Linked DNA regions of Sus scrofa: all the other regions are linked to region 3. Evidence: chromatin contacts called from public HiChIP or PLAC-seq and promoter capture Hi-C data. All regions are on one chromosome and are shown on one strand. Each heading gives the region's core, a stretch centred on a gene start, on an enhancer-like site or on the middle of the called end of the contact. The rest is flanking DNA. Distances are from core to core; before and after follow the strand shown. Region 1 has its middle 45 kb from the start of PGM2. Region 2 has its middle 22 kb from the start of PGM2. Region 3 holds the start of RELL1 (RELT-like protein 1). Region 4 overlaps RELL1 (RELT-like protein 1).

Evidence for each region. Promoter capture Hi-C pulls out the DNA fragments that hold promoters and counts their contacts. HiChIP or PLAC-seq counts read pairs in DNA pulled down with a chosen protein or histone mark.
Region 1: a contact with region 3 is called in an H3K27ac HiChIP or PLAC-seq map of alveolar macrophages. The contact joins the enhancer-like site here to the promoter of RELL1 in region 3. A contact is called at or near these places in 6 of 47 Hi-C or Micro-C datasets (epiblast stem cells, liver, mesenchymal stem cells and 1 more) and 2 of 2 datasets of contacts at active chromatin or transcription factors (alveolar macrophages and skeletal muscle).
Region 2: a promoter capture Hi-C map of liver shows a contact between it and region 3, with 3 times the contacts expected there. The contact joins the enhancer-like site here to the promoter of RELL1 in region 3. A contact is called at or near these places in 1 of 5 promoter capture datasets (liver), 7 of 47 Hi-C or Micro-C datasets (embryonic fibroblasts, epiblast stem cells, fetal heart ventricle and 3 more) and 2 of 2 datasets of contacts at active chromatin or transcription factors (alveolar macrophages and skeletal muscle).
Region 4: a contact with region 3 is called in an H3K27ac HiChIP or PLAC-seq map of skeletal muscle. The contact joins the enhancer-like site here to the promoter of RELL1 in region 3. A contact is called at or near these places in 4 of 47 Hi-C or Micro-C datasets (embryonic fibroblasts, liver, skeletal muscle and 1 more) and 2 of 2 datasets of contacts at active chromatin or transcription factors (alveolar macrophages and skeletal muscle).

The regions. Positions count from the first base shown.
Region 1 is chr8:29,261,456-29,264,753 of Sscrofa11.1, forward strand. No RefSeq gene overlaps it. Among named protein-coding and RNA genes, the nearest start is that of PGM2, 45 kb to the right of the region's middle. Within about 2 kb of position 1,311, at least 22 of the 83 cell types and tissues checked have an H3K27ac peak or open chromatin away from gene starts, as enhancers often do. A contact at or near this core is called in alveolar macrophages and liver, where this site is marked.
Region 2 is chr8:29,283,539-29,286,767 of Sscrofa11.1, forward strand. No RefSeq gene overlaps it. Among named protein-coding and RNA genes, the nearest start is that of PGM2, 22 kb to the right of the region's middle. Within about 2 kb of position 1,838, at least 5 of the 83 cell types and tissues checked have an H3K27ac peak or open chromatin away from gene starts, as enhancers often do. A contact at or near this core is called in liver, where this site is marked.
Region 3 is chr8:29,188,807-29,191,874 of Sscrofa11.1, forward strand. RELL1 (RELT-like protein 1) reads right to left here and starts at 1,785. Exons shown (of 7, transcript XM_013978589.2): 1 at 1,540-1,785. The coding sequence starts at 1,627. It overlaps LOC106504618 (a long non-coding RNA gene), which reads left to right and starts at 2,018. Exons shown (of 3, transcript XR_001298248.2): 1 at 2,018-2,122; 2 at 2,239-2,394.
Region 4 is chr8:29,122,462-29,125,439 of Sscrofa11.1, forward strand. All of the region lies in intron 6 of RELL1 (RELT-like protein 1), which reads right to left. Among named protein-coding and RNA genes, the nearest start is that of RELL1, 67 kb to the right of the region's middle. Within about 2 kb of position 1,565, at least 13 of the 83 cell types and tissues checked have an H3K27ac peak or open chromatin away from gene starts, as enhancers often do. A contact at or near this core is called in alveolar macrophages and skeletal muscle, where this site is marked.

The sequences.
Region 1 (3,298 bases), core at 61-2,560, 72 kb after region 3:
TGGCCTTGCTCTGTGAGTTGGGGATCTGCCATTGCTGTGAGCTATGGTGTAGGTTTGAAGACATGGCTCGGATCCTGAGATGCTGTGGCTGTGGTGTAGGCTGGCAGCTGCAGCTCTGATTTGATCCCTAGCCTGGGAACTTCTGTATGCTGCAGGTGTGGCCCTGAAGAAAAAAAAAAAAAAAAACAGAAAATCATGACGGATCTCCATTTGAAAATGTTTCTTTTGTTTAAAAATATGTGAAGGTTGGCTCAATGGTTAACAAACCATTGTCTTGGACTAGTAACCAAGACGTTGCCTGTTTGATCCCTGGCCTCACTCAGTGGGTTAAGGATCCCGCGTTGCCATGAGCTGTGGTGTAGGTCGCAGATGTGGCTCAGATCCCCTGTTGCTGTAACTGAGGCGTAGACCGGCGGCTACAGCTCCGATTGGACCCCTAGCCTGGGAACCTCCATATGCCTCGGGTGCGACCCTAAAAAGACCCCCCAAAAAAAAATTAAAAAAATAGATAAATAATGTGAAGGTCAATGAGTCTGAATGAATACAAATAATGAACTAAACAATTATTGCTGCCAGAAGAAAAAGCTGCCCTGAGGAGACATGCCATTCTACCCTTTCTCAAAGGGTAATGATGAACCAGCGCCTCCTAGAAACCTTATTAGGGGATTCAAGGCTGGGAGGATGGTTGTTTTGTTACAGCAGCTGCCCAGCAGCCCTGTGCTGCAGCGTTATCAGCTCTGGCGACAGCCCTGTGGCTGTAGTGTCCCAGCTCCAGCAGCTCTGTGGCTGCAGTGGATCAGCTCTTTTACGGGGCGAGAAACCCAGCGAGTACTCGGAGAGTTGGAGACTTCAGGTTTATTTTGCCGGCGGGCTCAGAGGAGATGGCTCTCCGGAGTCTGAGCCCCGAAGAAGGGTTTCACAAGGCTTTTATGGGCTACCTCTTCCGGGTCCGTGCTTGGCTGGTTGGACCGGAGTGAGGTCAGGCGAGGGAGTAGGTGTGGAAACAAGTTCACAGAAGCAGATGTGTGGGGGAGGGTGGTTAGGGGCAGTTGGCTGGACTTTGCTTAGTCATCATGGCTGAGGTCTCTCCTTTCTTCCTTCTTATTGGGACAGTTTCTCCTACAGCTTACCCCTGTCAGAATGCATGATTGTTTTGTTATGACCTTTTATAACCTCCTAAAGATGTTATCCACACCATCGACTGGGTCCACAAGAACTGCTCTGTCCTTCGTGGTCTCCCCACAACCCCATCCATGGAGACGTGCACCTTGATCAGAGGAAGAGTTTGCACTATGCAAATGTGGTGAGGTCACTTCGGAAGACCATTCGTCAGGTTGAACTAAAGAAAAAGAAAACAAAACTCTGCACTGATTCCCACGCACTTAGATGTCCATATAAACAAACTCTAGAGCTTTATGATCTCTTCCATATGTACACCAGCCCTCCACACCTGGATTATCCTGGGTGCTTTTATTTTCTGCCAAAAGAGAAAAATAGTAATTTCAATCCCTCCACCATGTCCCATCTAGATGGATTTTAAGGTGATGAGATTTTGCTCCTCCCACAGTTTTGTGGCAGTGTTACAGCAGGCAGAGAGGTAGGTGTGAACAGAGAAACAGAGGCCAAAGGCCAACTGGCAGGAAACCACGCATCTTGCAAACAGCAGGGGGTCCCAGGGCAGCAAAAAGAAGGAGGGGTGAGGGATTGGGGGGTGTCTCATGGCAGAAAAAGAAAAGCAGGAACTGACTGGAAACCACACATTTGAGGTGGTAAGTGTCCTGGAGGCAGAAAAAGAAAGGTTGGAAAAGGCAGGAATCTCCAGCATTCAAATGTAACCTGTTGCTCGTTACTTCCTCATTGCAATAAAATTAGCCTTACAGATAAAAAAATTCCATTAAGGACCAAGGCTCAGGACACTTCCAATCAAAGTTAAATAAGGACAAAAATCCCTCCCCCCTTCAGGAAGGTGGAGCTGGAATGAAAATCTGGATAAATGACAAGGGGGAAGGGGAGGGAGTGGGACGGACTGGGAATTTGGGGTTAATAGATGCAAACTGTTGCCCTGGGAATGGATGAGCAATGAGATCCTGCTGTATAGCACTGGGAACTTTATCTGGTCACTTATGATGGGGCATGAAGGAGCATAATGTGAGAAAGAGACTGTATAGATGTATGTGTGACTGGGTCACCCTGCTGTACAGTACAAAATTGACAGAACACTGTAAACTAGCCATAATGGAGAAAATAAAAATCATTTTAAATTAAAAAAAAGAAAATCAGGGTATAGGATCCCCAGTGAATACTCCGCCCCTTCATTTGTATGCCCCTCCTAACCCACTTGCTAAAGAAACGCAGGGCAACTGCTCACCTGTCTGCCTGCCTTCCCTCTGGAGGCTTGTTTCTCACTTAAATAAATCCTCACTTTGCCTTCTCAATTTCCTTCTAGTTTCTGATTCCTTCTGTGATGAGACAAGAGCCTTTCCACGGTAACAGCAGCTCATGAAGAGAATAAGTAAGGAGGAGAAACAAAGGCAAAGGAAAATATAATTAAATGACCTGCTTTTCACTCTGTCCTCTTTCTCCACAGCTTCTAGAAACTTCCTTTGTAGGTTCTTTCATGACTGCTTCTGGACCTTCAAAGCTGTCTAGGCTGAGACACAGGTAAAGGCAGAAAGGATCTGGACTGGAAAGCCCAGCAATTTCCTGGGGTGGGGGTGCCCCAAGGGGGGCCACTGATCCTCAGATGAAGAGACTTCTCAGCCTCAAGCAAAACTTAGCTCAACACAGCTTTCTTTGGGAGGGTGATTTATATATAGGTCTTTATTCTTTTAAAATATGACCTGCGGTTCCTGAGTATATATGCCAAGATGAAAGGACCTTGGCAGCACAGAGAAAGGGCATTCTGGCTCCACACCCTAAAGGTCTGGGTAAAAATTCTGGGACCACGAATACATTTGCATACCAGCTGAACAGCACGCAGTAGCTAAACTGGTTGAGTTTCTCCATACTTTTTAAAAAGTGGCATTACTAATTTGTCTTATCAAATGCTCAGCATGATAAATCTAAACTAAATTTTCCCACTGCACAAAGTGGTCTCTCTTAAGAATCAATTAAGCACGGGAAAATTCAGAATTCTCAGCTCTGTGAGTGCAGCAATACCATGTGGTTAGCCAAAACAAGGACTGTACACAAATAAATACAACACAAAGCTGATAATCCAAAGAGGGCCACAGAGCAAAGGTACTCTGGGAGTAACCTTGTACTGTAACCTGTTTTGATTAGTGATTTGATTTATTCA
Region 2 (3,229 bases), core at 588-3,087, 95 kb after region 3:
GCAGAGGCAGTTTCCATCCGTGGATGGGTTGAAGGACTAGCATTGCCACAGGTGCAACCTGGTCCAAGAACTTCCATATGCCATGGGTGCAGTCATTAAAAAAAGAAGAAGAAAGCAAATGATAAGAAACTCAGTCTTTCTCAACTATGGGAGTCATCACAGGTCAAGGGAGCCATCCCATGATAAGCATTTCTATAGGTGTACTTTAAATCGTCCAAGAAAGGAGTTGAAGGGACTTGTGAAATTGGTAAGAAACAAAAATTAGGAAATAAAGGCAACAAGGATTTTTTAATTAAATTTTCATAGTATTAAGTGAAAATAGAAAAAAAAATACTTCCCTGGAGATTTCCAAAAATAAAATACTTTGTACTGTTTAAGATTAGACATAAAACACCTCACAAAGTGCCTCTTAGTCCTGTGATTCTATGAGTTTCAGGGAGGGGATGTAGATGATTGGGGAGGAGGTTTTTTGAGTTTTTTTGTCTTTTTGCCTTTTCTAGGGCCGCTCCTGCAGCATATGGCAATGCCAGATCCCCAACCCACTGAGCAAGGCCAGGGATCTAACCCGAAACCCCACGGTTCCTAGCCGGTTTCGTTAACCACTGAGCCACGAAGGGAACTCCTCGGGGAGGGGGTATTTTTTAAGGCCGCATTTTTTATCCAAAATTTTTAACAACATTGGACATATTGCCTGAAGAGGGCGCCCTTTCCTATAAAACTAAGATTCATTTGCTAAACCCCTAACATGCAAGCAAATCTGTGTAATAAATACTCTACCAGTTTCAATTTTTCAGTAGTGGTGCTTTTTTAAATATTAGATTATATTTTAGTAAAATATACATTTATAAGCATATATTCTTTATACATACACTTTAAAACATGAGAATAAAAGGAACTCCTACATGCCCAGCAGGAAAATTTAGGAAATAGGAAAAGTCCAGTACCTCGGAAGCTCCTTTGTGCTTCCCCATGTATCTCCATCTCTCCTCATTCCTAACTGAAACATTTTCTTGGATTATTGTTTATAATTTCCTTGCCTTTCTTTGTAGTTTTATTACCTTTGTATTGTTGATTTTTTTTTTTCTTTTTTTTTTTTTTGCCTTTTCTAGGGCTACTTCCTGCGGCATATGGAGGTTCCCAGGCTGGGGGTCCAATTGGAGCTGTAGCCACTGGCCTACGCCAGAGCCACAGCAACGCTGGATCGGAGCCGTGTCTGCAACCTACACCACAGCTCACAGCAACTCCGGATCGTTAACCCACTGAGCAAGGGCAGGGACCGAACCTGCAACCTCATGGTTCCTAGTCGGATTTGTTAACCACTGCGCCATGATGGGAACTCCTGTTGAATTTTTTTTAATACAGCTATATGAATTTTTCTGTGACTTGCTTTTTTGATCAGTATTAAGTGTTTGAGATCCATTCACACTGACACATGTAACTGTAGTTCATGTATTTTCAGGGCTCTGCGTGTTCCACCCTATGAGTATATCACGAACTACTGCTTCCGGTCTGTGCTTCAGGGGTGAACTTATTTTGTTGTGATTACGAGCTGCACTGCTGGAACTTTCCTGCAAGAGCCCCTTACTATACATGTGCAGTAGTTCTTTGAGAACAGTGTGCTGCTTGGTTTTGTATGGCCCACAGCTGGGAATGATTTGTATGTTTGAAATGGTTGAAAAAAAGAACAAGAATATCTATGACATGAGAAAATTATGTGAAATTCATATTTCAATGTGTACAAATAAAGTGTTATTGGAATAAACACACTCACTCAGTTCTACGTTGTCTGTGGCTGCTTTCCAAGCACAGCAGCAGATCTGAGTAGCAGGGCCAAAAATCTTCTGGCTCACAAAGCCCCAAATATTGACTCTCTGGATTTTATAGAAAAAGTCTGCAGACTCCAGCTCCGTCTTATATGCTTAAGGAGGAAATGCTGAAGCTTAGAGTGTGTACATTTCCTAGTTCACTTGTTTTCCAATATACACTCCCATCACCAGTCTTCAAGGTGGAGACGGAAAAAACAGACCTGCTACAGAACTACAGAAGCTATTTTCTGTGTACTCATGAGTTGTGGTTGTATTTTGCAACACTTTTGCTACAAATGCGATAAGCTATTAATAATAATCTTGTCTGTACCTTGTATAAACTTCTTTTTTTTTTTTTGTCTTTTTTTTTTTTTTGTCTTTTTTGTTGTTGTTGTTGTTGCTATTTCTTGGGCCGCTCCCGCGGCATATGGAGGTTCCCAGGCTAGGGGTCGAGTCGGAGCTGTAGCCACTGGCCTACGCCAGAGCTACAGCAACACCAGATCCGAGCCACGTCTGCAACCTACACCACAGCTCACGGCAACGCCGGATCCTTAACCCACTGAGCAAGGGCAGGGACCGAACCCGCAACCTCATGGTTCCTAGTCGGATTTGTTAACCACTGCGCCACGACGGGAACTCCCAGTACCTTGTATAAACTTCTTTAGTTTAAGCCTATCAGGAAACAAGGTCTTGGAACATTGATATTTTCTAGACAGAATCCTCCCACGATATCTAGACTAAGACCATACCTTGGAGTTCCCAGCTCCCCCATCTTGAGGTAGGTCATCTGGCTAAGATCATTCATGGGCCTCCTATAAAACCAAGATGGTACAAAGTGAATTACATGGAGTTGGCACAAGTGCCAAGCACTGGTGCATTTATCCTGCGATCTTTTGCTTCTGAGATCTAGAAGAAGCTCTAAATTGCCAGACCCCATAGTCCTTGTTATAAATGGTGTGTCTTCACACAGAAAGGATGTTAAGAGGTGTGCAGTGAGCACTTGCACTGAAGCTAGTCTGAATTGCGATGAAATGTCAGTGTAATAGGCTCATCAGATTTCAAAGATGTAATATGATAAAAAGAATATAAAATATTGGTTTTTAGCTGCTAAACTCAGGTAATTTGTTATCCAGCAATAGAAAACTAATATAGTAGAAAAAAAGAGAAAAATATATTTCAAGGTACTCATAAGTTATTTTATTAACAGTCTCTTAATATTTACTTTTTTTTTTTTTTTTTTTTTTTGGCTTTTTAAGGGCCGCATCTGCAGCATATGGAGCTTCCCAGGCTAGGGGTCGAATCAGAGCTACAGCTGCTGGCCTACGCCACAGCCGCAGCAACGCCAGTTCTGAGCCACATCTGCGACCTACACCCTAGTTCACAGTAACGCCAGATACTTAACCCACTGAGTGAGGCCAGGGATG
Region 3 (3,068 bases), core at 535-3,034:
TTGAACCCTTTTCTTTTTTTTGATATCTCTTTCTTCTAAAGTGTAATACTGTATATTAAGAGCTTCCTTTTAGCATCACATTCCAGTCCTGAAAGTAGGGTGTTGCTCAAAGATCCACTAAAACACAAAAGTATTCTACATGGGTGACTGAGTACATGGGTGATGTGCTGAATTTAACCATTTCCCTCCCAGGTTAAATGCTTCTGGAGCAACTAACTCTGTCCCTCTAAGTACTGTCTACAACCTTGGGTCCAATTTGAACCTGATTACACAACTACCTGTCTCAGTAATGAAATGTCAGCTGAAAACCAAAATCTCCTATCCAATAATACATGTCACTAGTGGCCATTTCCTCAGGGTGGATGCTGAAGGAAATACAGATCTGCTAATAAAGACTCAGGAGACATATGATCCAGCCCATTCCTTTCCTGACATGTTCTAGTTTCTATGAAAAAGTGAAGGCCAAAGTGATAAGCCAGTTTAAAAGCTGTAAGCAAATGGATTTTCTCAAGAGCGAAAGCAGTATACGTGTTTTTATGATGGAGGTAGTTATTGGAAGGCTTCCAGTTACTAGCTTATTATTTGGACCTGAAGAGGAGCTGCTCAAGCTTGGAAGAGCTTGCTGACGTATGATTCCAGGGTGTAGTAACCCCAATTGGCCAAGAAGCTCTGCGTTTACTATTTTTTTTTAACCTCTGCTATAAGGCTGCAATTAAGAGGGGGACCAGTGGTAAGGAATCCCCGGTGTCTACAGGTATAAAAACAAGAATGCAAGAAAGGACTCCGGTAAAAGTACACCTTCTCGGAGATTTTAGTGAAAAACTCCTGCTCCCACTTCATCACTGGGCAGAGCATTTTATCATCTCTGCTGGTGGCTTCCTGCTCTGACCACAGAAGGTTCCTTTTGTGGTGACAGGAATCGACTCAAAGGGAAAAAATAAAGGTAAGTTTACAAACACGCCTTCCCACTTTCCAAGCCTGATTTATTCAGGATGTGTGGTCAGAACTCAGAAATCCCCAACCTGTTACAAGAATCTATCAATCACTAAAATAAATGAAAACTTTGAAAGGAAAACAATTGGAACTCCTCAACTTTCAAAATTAAAAAAAAAAAAAAATGAAGAGGTGAGGAAGGCGGCGACAGAGCACCGGGTCCTCTGTGTCACGATCTTCCGCTCGCAGGGCCTTAGAGGACAAGGGCAGGAAAGGGGTCCTCAGGGCTCCGAGGCGCAGGGCTCTGGAAAAAGGCAAGGGCGGTTCGGGTCCCTACACGCCAGACAGCTCGGAAGTGGGGGCGGGGGGTTACAGGTCCTTGGGGGACTCGGCGATAAGAGGGAAGGCGGGAGCCCGGCAGGCGGGAAGGGAGGGATGGGAGCCATCCCCACGCGCCGCACCCGGCCCGGGCCACTGTCCCCAGCCAGGGGTTCAGCACCGGGATCCCGAGGCTGTGCCAGGACAAGACCAGCTCTGAGCACAGCGGGACTACCGTCCCGATCCCCGGCCTCCTCCGGCGCGCCCGGGCCGCGACAAGGCACTCACCCGGGGCTACGAGTGGCGAACTCACGGCGCCTCCCACGAAGACAGCAGCGGCGAGGACGGCGGACCCCGGGAGTCCCCGCAGAGCCATCCCCGCGTCTCTTCGCCCTCCTCCCCCGGGGTGCCGCGTCCCGGGCTCCAATAGGGTGTGCAGCTCTCGAGTCCGCGGTCGGACAGACTGGCAGAGCCCAGCCCCCGCGCGCTGCACACCCCGCCCCAATGTACCCTCCCCTCAGGCCCCACCCACCTCGGCCCGGTCGGGCCTCTCCCTGCCAAGCCCAGGGATCCGCCTGCAAGGGTGGGAGGTGCAACTAGTCACCCCGCCCCCGGATCCGCCCACCTCAGCCTGGCTCGGCCTCTCCTTCGCGCCGGCTTCCTCGACCAGTCAATCCTCGGCTCCCGCCGCCTAGATAGGCCGTGGCCCCGCCCCTCGCCCCGCCCATCGGGCCAAGACCCGCCAAACTCGGTCCAGCCCCTCCCAGCCACGCGGGCTCTGTCAGGAACATGTCAGGAAGCTCTGGATGGGCAAACAAGGCCAGCTTTGGAATGAGCACAATCTCTTTTCTCTGTTGGCATCTCTATTCAGGTGGCATTCTCCTCCGTGACTTGTCCGGGGAGGGGCGCTGTGCAATATGTCGTTTCAATGTTTGAAAATGAGAAAAGCCAAATCACGTAAATTTCCTATCTTCTCTTCCATTTAAGCTGCTCCTATTGGGGAAAAAAACTCTACATACCTCCGGCGGAAGGGGAAATGCCTTTTTTAAAAAACCATGTGCCTACATTGCACCTTGCAAATACTCCCACGAAGTAACTCAAGTGCCTGGTCACTTACTTGTATCGTCTCGTCAGCTTTGTGAGGTGAGTAGTGGCCTTATTCCATAAGCTAGGGAGTAAACCCACGGGGGCCGGGCCCCCGCGATAAATTAGAATTACCTTGTCTTCATTGTGTTTTCTCACTGCTGCGCCCTCCCCGCCTAGCTCATGACAGCGCTCACTCAATAAGGTCGGAAGTGGGTTTTAAAGTTGAATCATCATCACAAGCAGCGATTGGACGCAGAGTCTTGATCTGAGTAGTTCCCTCTTTACTGCCCTTTAGAGACTCTAAACAAGGTAGTCAGAACTTAAACAAATACTCAAGAATACCAGCAAGGGGAGAGGGTGGGCACTGGGGGCTCTCACAGAACTAGGCTCTTCCTTGGCTGCTAGCCTCGGGTTTTCCAAGGAAAATCTCCTTGCTGGGTTCTCTGCACAGTCTATTAGGCTCATAAACATTTGCACTGATTTGGAAATTCCCAGTGACAGAAGCTCAGGCTGCCGCAGATGGCTGGGGCTGAAGGCTGGGGCTGAAGGATGCAGCTTTCTGCCCTTATAAGCCAAAGGCACGCACTGTGTGTCCTGTGCACAGATATCCACACATCCTGCAGTCTGGCAGGTGAAGCAGTTTTATACCAGCATAAAAACAGAATGGCTGCAGGAGAAAGAGGTCCAAGTGCATTTCTAACAAAAAAAAAAAAAAGAGAGAGAGAGAGAGA
Region 4 (2,978 bases), core at 315-2,814, 67 kb before region 3:
CAGAAATATGAAGAAATAGCAAAAAATCAATAGGATGTCTTTATTGGAGTATTACTTTGTACTTATTATTCAAATAAGTACTTATTTTACAGACAAGTACATCCTTTACAAATATCTCATCCTTCAGGATATGTAGTCTAACATTATCCATGTTATCCTTTACTGCTGCTGACAGTTATAATACTCACAATGGGTGTGTGTGTGTGTGTGTGTGTGTGAAGGAGGGAGAGAGATTTCCCAAACTAAATGTGTGGGTAAAGGATGCTTTCCCCTTTAGCTGAAAAGGAGCTGCCCTCTAAAATAGCATGAACCAGTCATGGCTCCACTGCAGAGCTCAGTGGCAACAAACCGGACAAGGATCCATGAGGATGTGGGTTTGATCCCTGGCCTTGCTCAGTGGGTTAAGGATCCGGGATTGAGCTGTGGTGTAGGTCACAGACGTGGCTCAGATCTGGTGTTGCTGTGGGTGTGGTGTAGGCCGGCAGCAACAGCTCCGATTGGACTGCTAGCCTGAGAACTTCCATATGCTGCACCTGCAGCCCTAAAAAAAAAAAAAAAAAAAAAAAAACGCATAAAATAAAATAAAAAACAGCATGAACCAAGTTCTTAATTATAAATGAATAACTAAGTCCCTGTACTGCATTGCCACAACCTTACACGGCTAAACCATGAATTTGGACCATAAAAACCAAACAAACTCAAATGTGGGAATAAGTTCATTTGAATACTGGGTTGATTAATGTGGAAGACACTATCAGGGAAAAAAGTAGAAAGGCCAGAGCTGGAAAAATAGACAAATTGTCCTAAAAGAAAAAAAAAAGTTTAAAAAGATGAGAGACTTTTCCCAGTAATACTTCAAACTAGGCCATTATCTAGAAAATAGGTATTCAACTATTTTTATGTCTTTCTCTCTCTCTCTCTCTTTTTATCACCTGCTCTCTTAGACCTGGACTTTTTTTGTATCAAGGAAAACAAGAAGGTCAAGAGCAAAGGATGTCAGGCCCAGACTGGGGTCTTTCATCACAGTCAGACTCTTCATTCCAACGCAGTAGAAATTCCCAGTGTTCTTTGCACAAGTTTGACCACTGGTCAGGAGTGGGCAGGAAGGACAGAGGGCTGGGTTACGAAGGAGGGATCCGGAGATATTGGCCTGTCCCCACATCCACACCCTCTGACTAGCTGTGAAGCCTCGGCCTCCCTACAGAGTTCCCTCCTAAGGTCGTTGGGGGTTTTGCATAAGATGATGTATGTGCAGTGCTTAATACCAGACCCTTCTCCAAGTTAGCTATTGTTTTCATGACCATCATCCAATCACACTGGCTTTCTTTGTACGGCCTTCCTTGGCTAATTAAAACTGCACTGTGCACAGTGTCTTTGAAAGCGGAAGGGACAGATACAAACAGCTGCTTCAAGTCTGGATCGCTCACACCAGACACGAGGCAGAAAAAGGAAAGTTAACCTTTCTCGGGCTCTGTCGAAAGCTCCCCAGCTCTGATTCACAGCTCTGGGCTCTTGCTCTTCACAAACACACCCTTAACAACAGGGAGCACTTGACCAGCACAGCAACTATCTATTTCCAGGTAAATACCTATCTTACTGGGGTGACAACCAAGAGGAAAGAAGATACCACATTCTGTACGCCTGTAAATTTCCAGTGGTAGCCTTGTTTCCGGAACTGTGTCATGGTACATTCGACATTGTTAAATTTCTTCTCCTTCCATTCTATTGCTGTGAGTATGACCATAGTCACAACCAAACACATGCTGTAAAATAGTATTTCTTTACCACAGCTTTTAATGCTAAATGGTGCCTTCTGTATGGGCAAACAGCAGTCAGAAAACAGGAGGGAGCTGGCATAGATGCTAGAGAAATCTAGCAGCAATGGACCAGAGGGGGAGAAAACGAATTATTCTCCAGTTCTCATTGCCATAGGGCCCCCCCACATTTAATAACGCTGACCTATCTTTTTAGGGGGTGAGGGTAGGGGGAGAATTTGGTGATTATTGTCTTACACTAGTGAGTGCTCAGGCTGGGGGAAGTGAAGCCAAACTTCCTTACATTGAAAAGACAACTCAGAAATCCCAAGTGTTTTATGTGGAATCTAAAATATGACACAAATGAACCTATTTATGAAACAGACTCACAGACATAGAGAACACAGACTTGAGGTTGCCCAGGGGAAGTGCGGAGGCTTGGGGGAGGGATAGGGTGGGAGGCTGGGGTTTAGCAGATGTAAGCTATTACTTATAGGATGAATAAACAACAAGGTTCTACTGTTTAGTGCAAGAAACTAGATTCAATAGCCTATGATAAATCATAATAGAAAAGAATATTTTTAAAAAGAATGGAATCTCTTTGCTGTGCCCCAGAAATACAACTCTGTAAATCAACTCTCCTTCAATTTTTCAAAAGCACTCTAATTACATAAAAGAAGAAGAAGAAGAAAAGAAATCCCAAGTGTGACCATTTCATCATAAAACAAGACTGATGGAGAGAAATGAAGAACCTCGGAAAAAAATTGTCTGGAAGGAAGAGATCCTCTTCCTCTCTAGAGTTTATGGCTTACAATGCCATTCTAATGATAAAGACAAAGCTCTAACTCCATTATTATGTTAAGGTTGCACAGAAGCCACAATACAGCTTTGATTAGGACATATGCGTGCCTTGTTAAAAAGCATCTGGTCCCTTTAAAAATTAGAGCCATGTTTTAAGAAACTAGAAGCCTAAACAGATGATGGACCGTTCACACCAAGACCTCAAAGAACAGGGGGTTAAGGAAGAAAAAGACCATCTGATTCATCACGAGAGTGGCTGACATTTGCAGAGTGCCTTCCACGTACCAGGCACTGCCGTGCCAAGCGCTCCAGATGCAGTAACTCATCTTTCCAATAACCCCCTGAGTCAAAGACAGGAAACTGAGGCTTGCAGGTTCAATAGCCTGCCCAAGACCACAGAGTTAATATGGGAAAGCAGATTCC